Regions from separate parts of the Mus musculus genome. Here all the other regions are linked to region 4. A link is a contact called in public Micro-C and promoter capture Hi-C data. All regions are on one chromosome and are shown on one strand. The core of a region is the stretch at or near the end of the contact, and the rest is flanking DNA. Distances in the headings are between cores, read along the strand shown.

The links. A called contact is a pair of places that touch in the nucleus more often than the background predicts. Capture Hi-C pulls out chosen DNA fragments and counts their contacts.
Region 1: a contact with region 4 is called in a promoter capture Hi-C map of adipose tissue. The contact joins the promoter of Arv1 here to the promoter of Sipa1l2 in region 4. A contact is called at or near these places in 2 of 484 Hi-C or Micro-C datasets (CD4 T cells and embryonic stem cells), 1 of 115 datasets of contacts at active chromatin or transcription factors (pancreatic cancer cells) and 1 of 9 other capture datasets (adipose tissue).
Region 2: a Micro-C map of embryonic stem cells shows a contact between it and region 4, with 5 times the contacts expected there. The contact joins the promoter of 2810004N23Rik here to the promoter of Sipa1l2 in region 4. A contact is called at or near these places in 3 of 484 Hi-C or Micro-C datasets (embryonic stem cells and natural killer cells), 4 of 115 datasets of contacts at active chromatin or transcription factors (embryonic stem cells, large pre-B cells, memory CD8 T cells and 1 more) and 1 of 9 other capture datasets (adipose tissue).
Region 3: a Micro-C map of embryonic stem cells shows a contact between it and region 4, with 5 times the contacts expected there. The contact joins the promoter of Tsnax here to the promoter of Sipa1l2 in region 4. A contact is called at or near these places in 1 of 39 promoter capture datasets (embryonic stem cells), 1 of 484 Hi-C or Micro-C datasets (embryonic stem cells) and 2 of 115 datasets of contacts at active chromatin or transcription factors (astrocytes and pancreatic cancer cells).

The regions. Positions count from the first base shown.
Region 1 is chr8:124,720,785-124,723,484 of GRCm38.p6, reverse strand. Arv1 (ARV1 homolog, fatty acid homeostasis modulator) reads right to left here and starts at 1,319. Exons shown (of 6, transcript NM_001368372.1): 1 at 1,143-1,319. The coding sequence starts at 1,301. Ttc13 (tetratricopeptide repeat domain 13) reads left to right here and starts at 1,513. Exons shown (of 23, transcript NM_001373939.1): 1 at 1,513-1,748. The coding sequence starts at 1,523.
Region 2 is chr8:124,861,704-124,864,403 of GRCm38.p6, reverse strand. 2810004N23Rik (RIKEN cDNA 2810004N23 gene) reads left to right here and starts at 1,375. Exons shown (of 7, transcript NM_025615.2): 1 at 1,375-1,519. The coding sequence starts at 1,432. Gnpat (glyceronephosphate O-acyltransferase) reads right to left here and starts at 1,371. Exons shown (of 16, transcript NM_010322.3): 1 at 1,092-1,371. The coding sequence starts at 1,166.
Region 3 is chr8:125,011,598-125,014,297 of GRCm38.p6, reverse strand. Tsnax (translin-associated factor X) reads right to left here and starts at 1,257. Exons shown (of 6, transcript NM_016909.3): 1 at 1,086-1,257; 2 at 684-788. The coding sequence starts at 1,101.
Region 4 is chr8:125,568,464-125,571,163 of GRCm38.p6, reverse strand. Sipa1l2 (signal-induced proliferation-associated 1 like 2) reads left to right here and starts at 1,301. Exons shown (of 22, transcript NM_001357372.1): 1 at 1,301-1,509.

The DNA.
Region 1 (2,700 bases), core at 70-2,569, 850 kb after region 4:
TCTGGACAGTATCCCAAATGTCAGGACAAGGAGGCAGACAAATTTGGAAGCAGGAGGGGAAAGACCAGCATCAGGAAACACAAAACTCCTCCTATTCCTTCGGTATCACTTATCAGCCAGATGTTCGTGCTGTAGATGCGACAGGACAAGAGCTCTCCTTCCCCAGAACTTCATGGGCTCCAAGAAGCTAATCACCTGGAGCCACTCACAATCCTCTAACCTCAGGGACCTGACAGTTTAGAAGGCTAAGACAGCATGCCATCTTGCCATCTGAAGACTGTTACAATGAGAGGCAGTGACCTCTACCCAAAGAACCTCCTTCTACTACCCTGTGTCCATCCATCCTCACATAGGGAGCACGCTGACTTCCTCCATCAGTGGACCTGATGAATCAGTGAGTCCTTTCCCACCAGAACTCTCTCCACTGCTTCCTCCTGCCTTCACTTAAGAGTATAAAGAGGAAACACACAGAGAGACATTCATTCTCTCCCTCCCTCTCTTTCTGTTCTGGACCTCCTGCCTCCATCTCCCAATTGCAGGGATTACAGGCGTGGTGCTGGAGCCGGAATCTAAGGCTGCCCTACATGGCGAGCAACATCCCCGGCCGTGGTAAATGCTTTCCATTTCGGTTAAATTGTTGTATTATTTACTATTAAATTGACAAGTACCCCGATAAGACACAGTTTTCTTCTAAGAACTCTCTACAGTACCAGACCTCAAATACTGCTTCCATCTCCTCAGGATCAACAAGAGAATGACACGCTTCCTGCTACAATTCCTATTTCCTTAGTGAATCACATCTCTCTCCATCACTCGTTTATTCGCTTGAGACACACACTCTCTCTCTCTCTCTCTCTCTCTCTCTCTCGCGGCAATCGAGGCTGGAGTCCAACTCGTGATTCTCCTCCTGCCTGGCATGCGAGTGGAGTGCTGGAGTCATAGAAATGCGCCACCACTCCTGGGTGCCACAAGTCTTAGAACATCTATGGCCTAGGCAGTCTTCAAGCACATCCTTGCTTTCTCTTTCACACCATCACAAGGACCACTCCTCCCCCACGTGCTCAAGCTCCCAGGCCTCGCCCCGGACCACAGCAAGTTCGGATCCGCCTTCCTAGCCGCGCCCCGCCCCCCGGCGCGCTCACGCAGATGGTTATCTTGAGCACGCCGTGGCTGTAGTCCCGGTACAGCTCCTGAGCCTCTCGGTTGCACTCGATACAACGATACAGGCAAGAGGAAGAAGTCGCCGCTGCGCCTTCCGTGCCTTTCCCGGACCGCGTCCCCCTACGCCCGCCGGTCCCCATGGCCACTCTAGGGCTCCTGCTTCCGGCCGCTGGCGGAAGACGCCTGGACTGGCCTTGGGAGGGGCACCCAAGGGCTTACTGGGACTTGTAGTCCAAGCGCTGAATGAGTGCTTGAGGCTAACAGGGCGAGGACTACAACTCCCAGCGGGTACTGCGGCTGCGCGCCGCGCCCACCTGCCCGCGGCGGGCAGAGCAGGGCCGCGCCTGCGCCGTGCGGGAAGATGGCACCTGCCGGCTGCGGCTGCGGCTGCTCGGGCAGCTTGGGTGCTGCGGTGGTGCGGCCGCTGCTCCTGCTGCTGGGGGCGCTGGCCTGCGCGCGGGCCACCGAGCACTACTCTCCGCTGTCCTTGCTGAAGCAGGAGCTTCAGCACCGGCAGCAGCAGGAGGCCCCGGCGGGCGGCGGCTGTCCGCAGTCGGGGGACTGGGCGGACCAGTACCCGGAGTGCGGTGAGTGGGCCGAGCCGCCCTCTCCCTGGGCCGCCCCTGCCCAGCGTGGAAGCATCTGGGAAGTGGGGGCACCGGGGATGGGCTCAGGTGGGCGGCGGGGATAAGGACCTGCCTGGAGGGTGCCTGCTGGCGTGCACGGGCCAGGAAGTCAGACTTCTTTCTGCTTGCTCCGGTAGGTGATTTGCCCGATCCCCACCTCAGGAATCCAATCTTGAGAGGTGCAAGCAGGTTGGATTTGCGGGGTGACATGAGCACTGACCCGTGCTCCTCAGATGTACCCCCAACGGTAGAGAGAGAGCTTCAGGCCTGATTCCTGCGTGCATTCCAGCTGCTCAGGCTCATTCATTGGTCAGGCTCTGGGCAAAATGCACATGCTCTTTCTGTTTTGAGTTGTACAGTGGGCGTTTTTACCCATCAGTACCCTCTCCACTCTCCCTTCCCCTCAGTGGGTGTCCCTCCGACTTGCCGTGGGGAAGGTCTGGGTCTTCTATACCTAGTAGCAGCTGGCTGATAATGCCTTTTAAAACATCCCACCAATGTTCAGCACCATATGCCTACCCAAACACTACCTAGTTTCTTAGCTGAGATGCAGTCTCAAGATTAGTGCAATCTGACTTCCTTTGAGCACCATCTGACTTCTTGGAATGGCTTTTGGACTTATTTTGTGTCTTGGCTTTGCCTCCCAACACTGTTGCAGCTGATGTGGCCAGCATTCCTTAGTGAATCGAATGACCATTGTTAATGTCACCTCCTGATTCAGGGCAGGGGGTTACCTGTCTGTGAACTTGTCTGTAAATAGGAGACTCCGTTTACTTGACTATGAGGTTTTGTTTTTGAGAAAGGGTCTCTCTGAGCCCAGGCTGGCCTTGAACTTGCATTTACCACGATCCTTCTCTACAAACCCTCCAAGTTGGGCTTACAAGTGTGAGCTTCCATGCTCAACTTTACAGAC
Region 2 (2,700 bases), core at 126-2,625, 710 kb after region 4:
AATGGTGTTAACTACTGGCATAGCATGGAAATACCCTTTGAAAGGCACTTTTGTCAAGAGTGGTGGTGTAGACTATAATCCTAGCTCTCTGGAGGTGAGGGCATGAGGAATGCAAGATCCAGAAAGCCTGGGGCTTCACAGCTAGTGCCAAAGCCAGAGAACAAACCAAGAAAATCTTGTTTCAAAAATAATTAATTAAGATTTTTTTTAACTCTCCCCCGAGGATGGAGAGATGGCACAAGGGTTAAGGGTCATTCCTTCAGCAACCACATTGGGGCAGCTCACAATCTGTAACTCAATTCCCAGAGCTGGCCTCTGATGCACCAGACACCTCGTGGTGCACATACACACATGCAGGTACACTCATACACATAAAAATAAGCAAATTCTCACCCCACCCCACCCGTAATTGTGCAAACCCACGGAGTGAAAGCACACGAAGTCTCCACCTTGATAATTGCTCGTGAATATTGTAAGTGACCAACACTCTGTTGGAAACCAAACGGGGCAAACCACCAGTTAAAACTAGAAGAGGAAGGAAGTGGGGGGCGGAAGGGGGTAGTGTAGAAGGTAAGTTGGACAGAAAACAGTGGCAATGGGTATCCTACTCAGAAACTTGTGCAAACATAACGAATAGAAGACAGTAATTTCCTGAGGTTCCAAGTAAGAGTTAAAAAAAAAAACTCTACGCGCATATTGTAGCCGAATATTTTTCTCTCTCAGGAATACTTAAGGTAGAGGGCTGGGGAGAAGGCGGGAGGTGGAGACCCAAAAGTCTTCTCGGGCTAGGTCAGGACTAAGATTACTACTCAACAGGCAGAACTCTAATGCTCCCCTCATGTTGTGTGCGGGGGCTCCCGGCCTGACGGGGAGAAGGGACAGAGGGACCGCCATCGATACAAACTTGTAAAAGCAGACGCGTTAACCGAGGCGCAGACACATGGTTGCCGTGGATACCAAGCCACGTACCCAACTGGGTTAGGACCCGCTCTTTAAGACAAGCAAGGGTCGTGGGCTGGGGACATAGGGATCGGGGAGGGACTGTCCTTCCCGCGACGTTGCCCTGGGCCTTGGTCCTCCCAGGCGCCTACCGCATAGAGGAGCACACTGCTAGGGCTGGCCGAGCCGACCGAGAATCGGGAGCTGGAGGAGCTAGGAACGTCCATGGCGCGGCTGCCGTCCCTGGCGGGGCCTGGGCTGGTCTGCTACACGGCTGTAGTGCAGCCGCTGGGGGCGGTTCTTTCGCACGGGGCGGCTCCCGTCTGCCCAGGACAGTGGCACTCCGTACGGCCACTGCACGGGACCCCGGGCACCGCCATCTTAACCAGGCCCGAGGCCGCGCAGGGACCGTGACGCACGCGCAGAAGCCGCGCCGGAAGCGGAAGTGGTGGGCACTGGGCGGGATCTGGGGGGGTCTCCGTGCTGATTCCCATGGCGGCGGAGCACGATTCGGACTCCGTTGAGCCTCCTGGTTCGGAGGCACTCCTGGACGCCGTTCTGCGGACCCTCTACGACCTGGGTGAGCGTAGCTCCTGGGAGGAGGCGGCCAAAGACAGTGAAACGCATCCCGAGGCGGCGGGACCACGGCCCACGTGGTCTCCTGGAGCCATGTCCGCAAGCGCTACCCTCTCCGGGACCTTCTCCCCCACTTGTTGGCCGACCTTTTGCTCTCCTTCTCACTGTGCAGGAAAATAAAATCAGAGATGGTTACTAAAGGCAGGCCACTCGCAGAAGGACAGGCACTGGCAGGCAGAAGAGCTCACGTTGATTGCCTGACTTTTAGAACCAGACACGTAACAAACGCTGTATTGTTTTTATTTTGGAGCGGTTGCTCAAAATTCCAAGCTCACTTACACGATTAAAAAGCAAAAGCAAGCTGAGAACTTGGAAGAACGTACCAGGTGTACATGTACATGCATTTTTGTGTGTTTCCCTCATTAACTGTCAGAGCAACCCATATATGTACACACATCTTCATAAAGGTCCTCCTTAAGAGCTCGAGTCTCAAGGTCTAGGGCCTGATGTCACATTCTGCGCTGTGTTAGGTTCTTTGTGTCCACCGACAACACTTGGCCTCCGACTTTCACAAGTTTGTTTGTTTGGGTTTTTTTTTTTTTTTTCTTTTTGGTTTTTCAAGACAGGGTTTCTCTGTGTAGCCCTGGCTGTCCTGGAACTCACTCTGTAGACCAGGCTGGCCTCGAACTCAGAAATCCGCCTGCCTCTGTCTCCCAAGTGCTGGGATTAAAGTCGTGCGCCGCCGCCACCACCACCACCTGGCTGACTTTCACAAGTTTTAAGACTAATTTTTAAAATCCTAGATACAGTTGATATTCACACATGCAGGAATTCATTACGGTAGTTACTTCCCAGCTACCTGGACTTTACCTATTCATTTTTATATCTATACTGGCAGAGTTACATTGGCCACAAGTACACAGCTAGTATTCAGAAAGCTCCTGGGCCCATACTGTAGGTCAGTACTGAGGCTTAGACGCCTGATTGAAATTTCAGATCACTGTTGAGAGTCTGAGCAGAAGAAACAAACTGAAGATGAGAAATAGAGTAGAAAGTAAAGGTATTCAAATTAAAGCAATTAAAGTTTAGCTGGATTCCCTTTAAATCCAAAACCGAAGGAAAACAAGAAGAACCCGGACATGTACCTGTAACCCTGCAGTGTGGTAAAAAGACATGCTAGTATAG
Region 3 (2,700 bases), core at 8-2,507, 560 kb after region 4:
AAACCTTGTCTCGAAAAAAAAAACAAAAACAAAAAAGAAAAAAACACAAAAACAAAAACAAAACTGTCCACACATTAGCTGGGACCCTTCTCTTTACAAGGTGCAACCTAATTCTTTCTTCCTAAATATGAAGCAGTTTTTACTTTGCGTTACTTTTAGCAAATGCAAAGTGGCAAACATCTATATCCCAAAGCCCTTGACTATGGTGGCCTATATTAACATTAGTAAACAGTAAAAAGTCCCACATAAAAAGCATTAAATGTTAAATAATATGGAAATATCTGCCACATTCTTACCAACTGTTCTGTATGTAACATCATCTTCACACTTACCATTTACTAGCACATATATTTATATTTAGAGTGTGTTAGATTGGTTACTAGACTGGCAAGACTTATTTTGAGGTAGCACTCTGCATAGAACAGGAACTATTAGTGAATCTCGTACATACATGTACACTGGTATTCTTGTTCTATTAACTTGGTCAAGTTATCCTGATATCGGAATGTTTAGAATACAGATTTTTTTTTTTTCTGGGCAGACCTAGCACCAACACGAAACATTCAGGAAAACTAAGCCTTACATCGGCATGGACTAAAGGCTCCCTAACCGACCCCACACCCGAACACTACGGCGACACGATTGTTACGGTTATGGTTCTAATTCTCCTAATGGAAACTTACATTTGAAGGCCAGCATCACCGGCGAAGACAAACTGGCATCCTTCCCCTCTCTCCTTTGGTTATGTGGGAAGGTGTCATGCTTCCTCTTCCTGAACCCTCCTGGTCCTTAGGCAGAAAAGAAGAGATGGATGGAGCCCTTGCGATGCCGCGCTAGCACAGCCCAGGCTATCCCCTTCGTCCCCCGGTACCCACAGGGCTCGACCTCTCCAGCCACACACAGGTCCCCAAACTCGTGCACTGGTGCAGGGGTCGCACAAAACGCGGCTTGAGACCCCAGGCACCCGGCTGCGCTCTGGGTCGGTCCGCAGGGTCCCCTGGGGGCGTGCGATGGATGGCACGGTGACAGCCGAGCACAGGGGCCAGGCCCTGCCAGCCCCTCCCCTCCACGCGCCGGCCCCGCACCTTCTTTGCCGTTCATGGCCGCGGGGCCTCGGCTTGCACGCGCAGGGATCGCAGCCGCCGGGCCAGCTCAGCGAAAGGCCGTCGCGGGACGCCGCGCTGAGCCCGTGGGTGACAGCGCACACCACCCTGGTCGCAGTAGGCGGCCGCCGGAAGCGGATCCTTCACGCAGCCTCAGCCGGGAGCTGCGTCCGCCGCGGAGTCCCCTCGGCCGCACACACTTCCGGCCCGTGTCCCACACCGCCTGGGCGGGCATGCGGGCGGGCGCGCTCCTGCAGCAGCGCACGTTTCCGGCCGGGCTCCCGGCGCGCTCCCTGTGCTGCACATACTTCCGGTCTGTGTCCCGGCTTCTCCCACGTCCAAGTGCCTACCCGGCGCTCTCTCTCAGTCGCGCATGCTTCCGGTGTGCCAGGTTGTGGTGCAAGCCGTTGAGTGCCTACCTGAGCTGTGTAGTCCTGTCGCGGGCAGCGGCCTCCTGTCCCCTCGCCTCTCTGAGCAGCCTCCTGCGTCCATGCATGCCCTTGGCATGTGCTGGGTGCGTGGCACCTGGAAGTGTCGCAAGGTCTTCGAAGAGAAGCAGCTTTGGAATAGATGGAAAGTTTGGTCACATTGTCAAGCCCTAAGGCTGTTGTTTGAGCACATGCTACCTCACCTAGCTAGTACCATTCCTTTGAGGCTTCCAGCAGCCCATTAGAGACCATGCTCAATTAAGATTACTTATTGAACAAAGCCCAACATCTTGAGTCAAGTTCAGCCATGTGCATGTTACAGACATTTTAGTCACACAGTCTGTTCTTGTTAACTTAGGAACAGACACACTTATGGAAATGATATACGTAGAATTAGCCAGTGAAGTCAAGGCCACAACAGCATCACAGGAGGGTCTCCCAGCTCAAAAATCAGGCCATAAGCTGTCACCATTGAATCAGCAAAAAGCTAGATGGTTTGGGCAGAGTCCTGCATGAAAAGGCTGTGGGGGAACAACAATGGATGAATGTTGGACACATAACCATCTTGAATTTCTGTGACTTCTGAGCCCACATTCACCAGTTGTCTTAGCGTTTGTATTCCTGCACAAAACATGACCAATAAGTTGGGGAGGAAAGGGTTTATTCAGCTTATACTTCCACATCGTTATTCATGCCAAAGGAAATCAGGACAGGGACTCACACAGGAAGGAACTTGGAGGCAGGAGCTGATGTAGAGGCCATGGAGGGGTGTTTCTTACTGGCTTGCTTCCTCTGACTTGCTAAGCCTGCTTTCTTATAGAACCCAGGACCACTAGCCCAGGGATGGCACCACCCACAATGGGCTGGGCCCTCCCCCCTTGATCACTAGTTGAGAAAATGTCTTACAGCTGGATCTCATGGAGGCATTTCCTCAAGGGAGGCTCCTTTCTCTGTGATAACTCCAGCTTGTGTCAAGTTGACACACAAAACCAGTATTCCACTATTTTTGACGATGTGGGGCTACAGGGATTGCTCAGTAGGTGAAGTACTTGCCCTGCAGGCATACAGGACCCAAGTATCACCGAGAACCCATATAGAACATCACTGAGGAGATGGAGAGATACAGATCTTTGGGGCTTGCTGGCTAGCAGGTTAGAGGTTCTGAGCCA
Region 4 (2,700 bases), core at 52-2,551:
CGCTGGCTTTTAGACAAGCTCCGTTGAATGCCTCATGGCTGGTATTTTTCTTGGAAACCCCAGCAATCTCCGTACCTTCGCCAAAAGAGGCATTTTATATTTGTTTCTGTAAGATACCTGAGCCCGCAGCCACGCCCTGCCTTCCTCTCTGGCGCTGTATTCCACAGTCTCTGCCCCGGTTTAATCTGCCCCCTCCCCCACCTCACCCCCAAGCACAGAGCAGGGTCTGGTAAAAAGTTTCCCAGAAAGCACTGCAGCACAGGACTTTTCTCAGACTTCATGTTTGTGGAATGCATACACAACTTCTGCAAACGGTAGGTATAGGGAGACCATCCAGAAAGACCTCAAAACCTGGAAATCTCAGGAGCATAATGTCATATACAGGTTGCTGGCATGTTTTACAAGGCCCATTCCTACGCATTACACCTGTATTTAAAATGATATATAAGAGATTGGACAATGTGCACGCAGAGAAATGCAGCTTGGGTGGGGACCCACTGTTTAAACTTCACCAGGATGTGTGCTCGTAGTAGGAAGCACTGCGACAGGGAAGGAGAGATAACATTATTAACATTATCTCTTCCAGGGAGGAGTTCAAAGTCCCAAACAAACCATTTCAGGACTCTGGGGACGTAAGGTGGAGCCAGCTCTGCCACCTGCTCCGGCCTTATTTACTCCTCCTGCCCGTGCATCTCAAAATAGAGCCCAACGCCGCTCTTCTGCAGCCGGCCGCAGGTGAGGCTCCCGGCGGTTGGGGGTAAAGGGGGTAGACAGGGCCGGAACACCGAGAGCAGGCGTGGGCCCGCTCGTGCATCGCTCCTGGCTCAGGTTCCCCGGCCCGCGCGACTACAGCTTGCACTTTTGCGTCAAGTCCGTCCCTCGGGCTTCGCCAGGCCGTGGTGACTCTCAAGGGTCCGGACATGGTGCGAGCATGTACGAATGAGAGTCCACACCCGGAGAGCACCGGTCGTTCCGAGGGCACCCGGGCTCGCGAGCACTCCGAAGCCGGCCGCCTGTCCCCGTAAGCCGAGGCCTCGCGCTCGCCGCGACCTGGAGAATCGCTCTCCGAGGACGCTCGCGCTCGCGCGCGCCCGACCGCGAGGGGCGAGTCTGGCCAGGAGGCGCGCCAATGGGCGTGGGCGGAGCGCTCGGGGCGGGGCCTGTCCGGTTGGCCAATGGGCGTGGGCGGAGCTTTAGGGGCGGGGACCGTCCGGCCACCGGCCAATGAGAGGGGGCGGCGCGCTCGGGGTGGGGTCTTTCGGGGCACCGGCCAATAGGCGGGGGCGGAGCGCGTGGGGGCGGTGCCGGGGCGGGCGGCGGCGGCGGGAGCCGGCTGCAGACGGAGCCGGGCGGCCGAGGACGCAGCGCGGCGCCTGGCGACAGCTCGAGCCGCGGGCGCAACGGCCGCGCGGGGAGCGCGCCCATGGGTAGCGCGGGACGGCGGCGGGCGGCGAGGCCCTGGCTTCTGCGCGCCGGCCCTGGCGGGGTCCAGAGGACCGCGGCTCCGAGGTGCGTGCCGGGGGGTGCGGGGTGCAGGGCGCAGGGACCGGACCTGCCCGGCTGCGCGCAACTTGCGGGCCGCTCCCCCGGGACTCCCGCTCCTTTGTACGCGCGGGCTCGCGTCTCCGCGGGTGAGGACCGCGGTCGGGAAGCGACCGGCAGCGCCGGCACATTCATTTGAGCCTGGTCGCAGAATCCCGAGAATCAATTTCGGCTCGTCTCCCGGAGAGCGAAAGCCGAGGACAACTTGGCGTCACCCCTTGGGGAGACGTTTGTCGTCATTAACCATCTTCGGCTACATTAATTCAGTCCGGGCCAACGTCAGCACGGGCGAACGGACAGCAAGTGCGTCCTCACGAATTGGGGCTGGGCGATACCTGATTTTGGTCAAAACAGGTCTTAGGCGCTTCGGGTTCTGCTTGGAGTTGCCTCGGTCTGCGCAAGGATGGCTTTGAGAAAGAAGGCCAAACAGCGAGGGGGAAAGGCAGAATGCAGAACACCCCAAAACCCAAGTCATCCGCAGAAAACGGGGCGTCTTGGTTATTCTCATTGGTTTTCCCCAGTAACTTCAAAATAGTCCCAGAAATGTTCCTTTTGTCTGCGGTTTCACTTCTAAACTTTAACACTAGATGGCTTTCTTATGACAGGCATTTTAGTCCGCTGCCCGCTTGAGTTTCCTGCGTCTGCAGTCTAGGCTGGGATTTATTTATTTATTTAACGTCTTACAAATTGGAATGAAAGGAAGAAACTATCCCAAACTGCTGCTTTATTTGAAACATAGTACTCCCCTGTAAGGCTTAAACTGGTTATTATATTTCTTTTTTCAAATATGGAAAGTGGGCTTTGATCTCTAGCGACCAGAGGTGACTACGAATGAGCGAGCTGCTTGTTACTGGGCTCTGCATCGCGGAGGTCTTGATGTCTTTGGAGAATGTGGAGTTCTTGGGTGGGTTTGGTGATAAGAGCTGCATAGATTTCGACATGCTGTTTATGGCTAGCTGGAGCGGTTTCCGGAACAGGCAGCAATGGGATCTATTGCAGGGGGTGGAGGGTGGTTGGGAGGGGGGAAGAATAGTCTATCTTCAGTTTTGGGCGCGTGTGAGGCTGTTCATGCCTAAGGGTTGACCGGCAGCATTTGAGGAAGATCTGTAGCTGAGTGCGTCTGCCTGAGTCATACTGAGGGTTGTGTCACGGACCTCT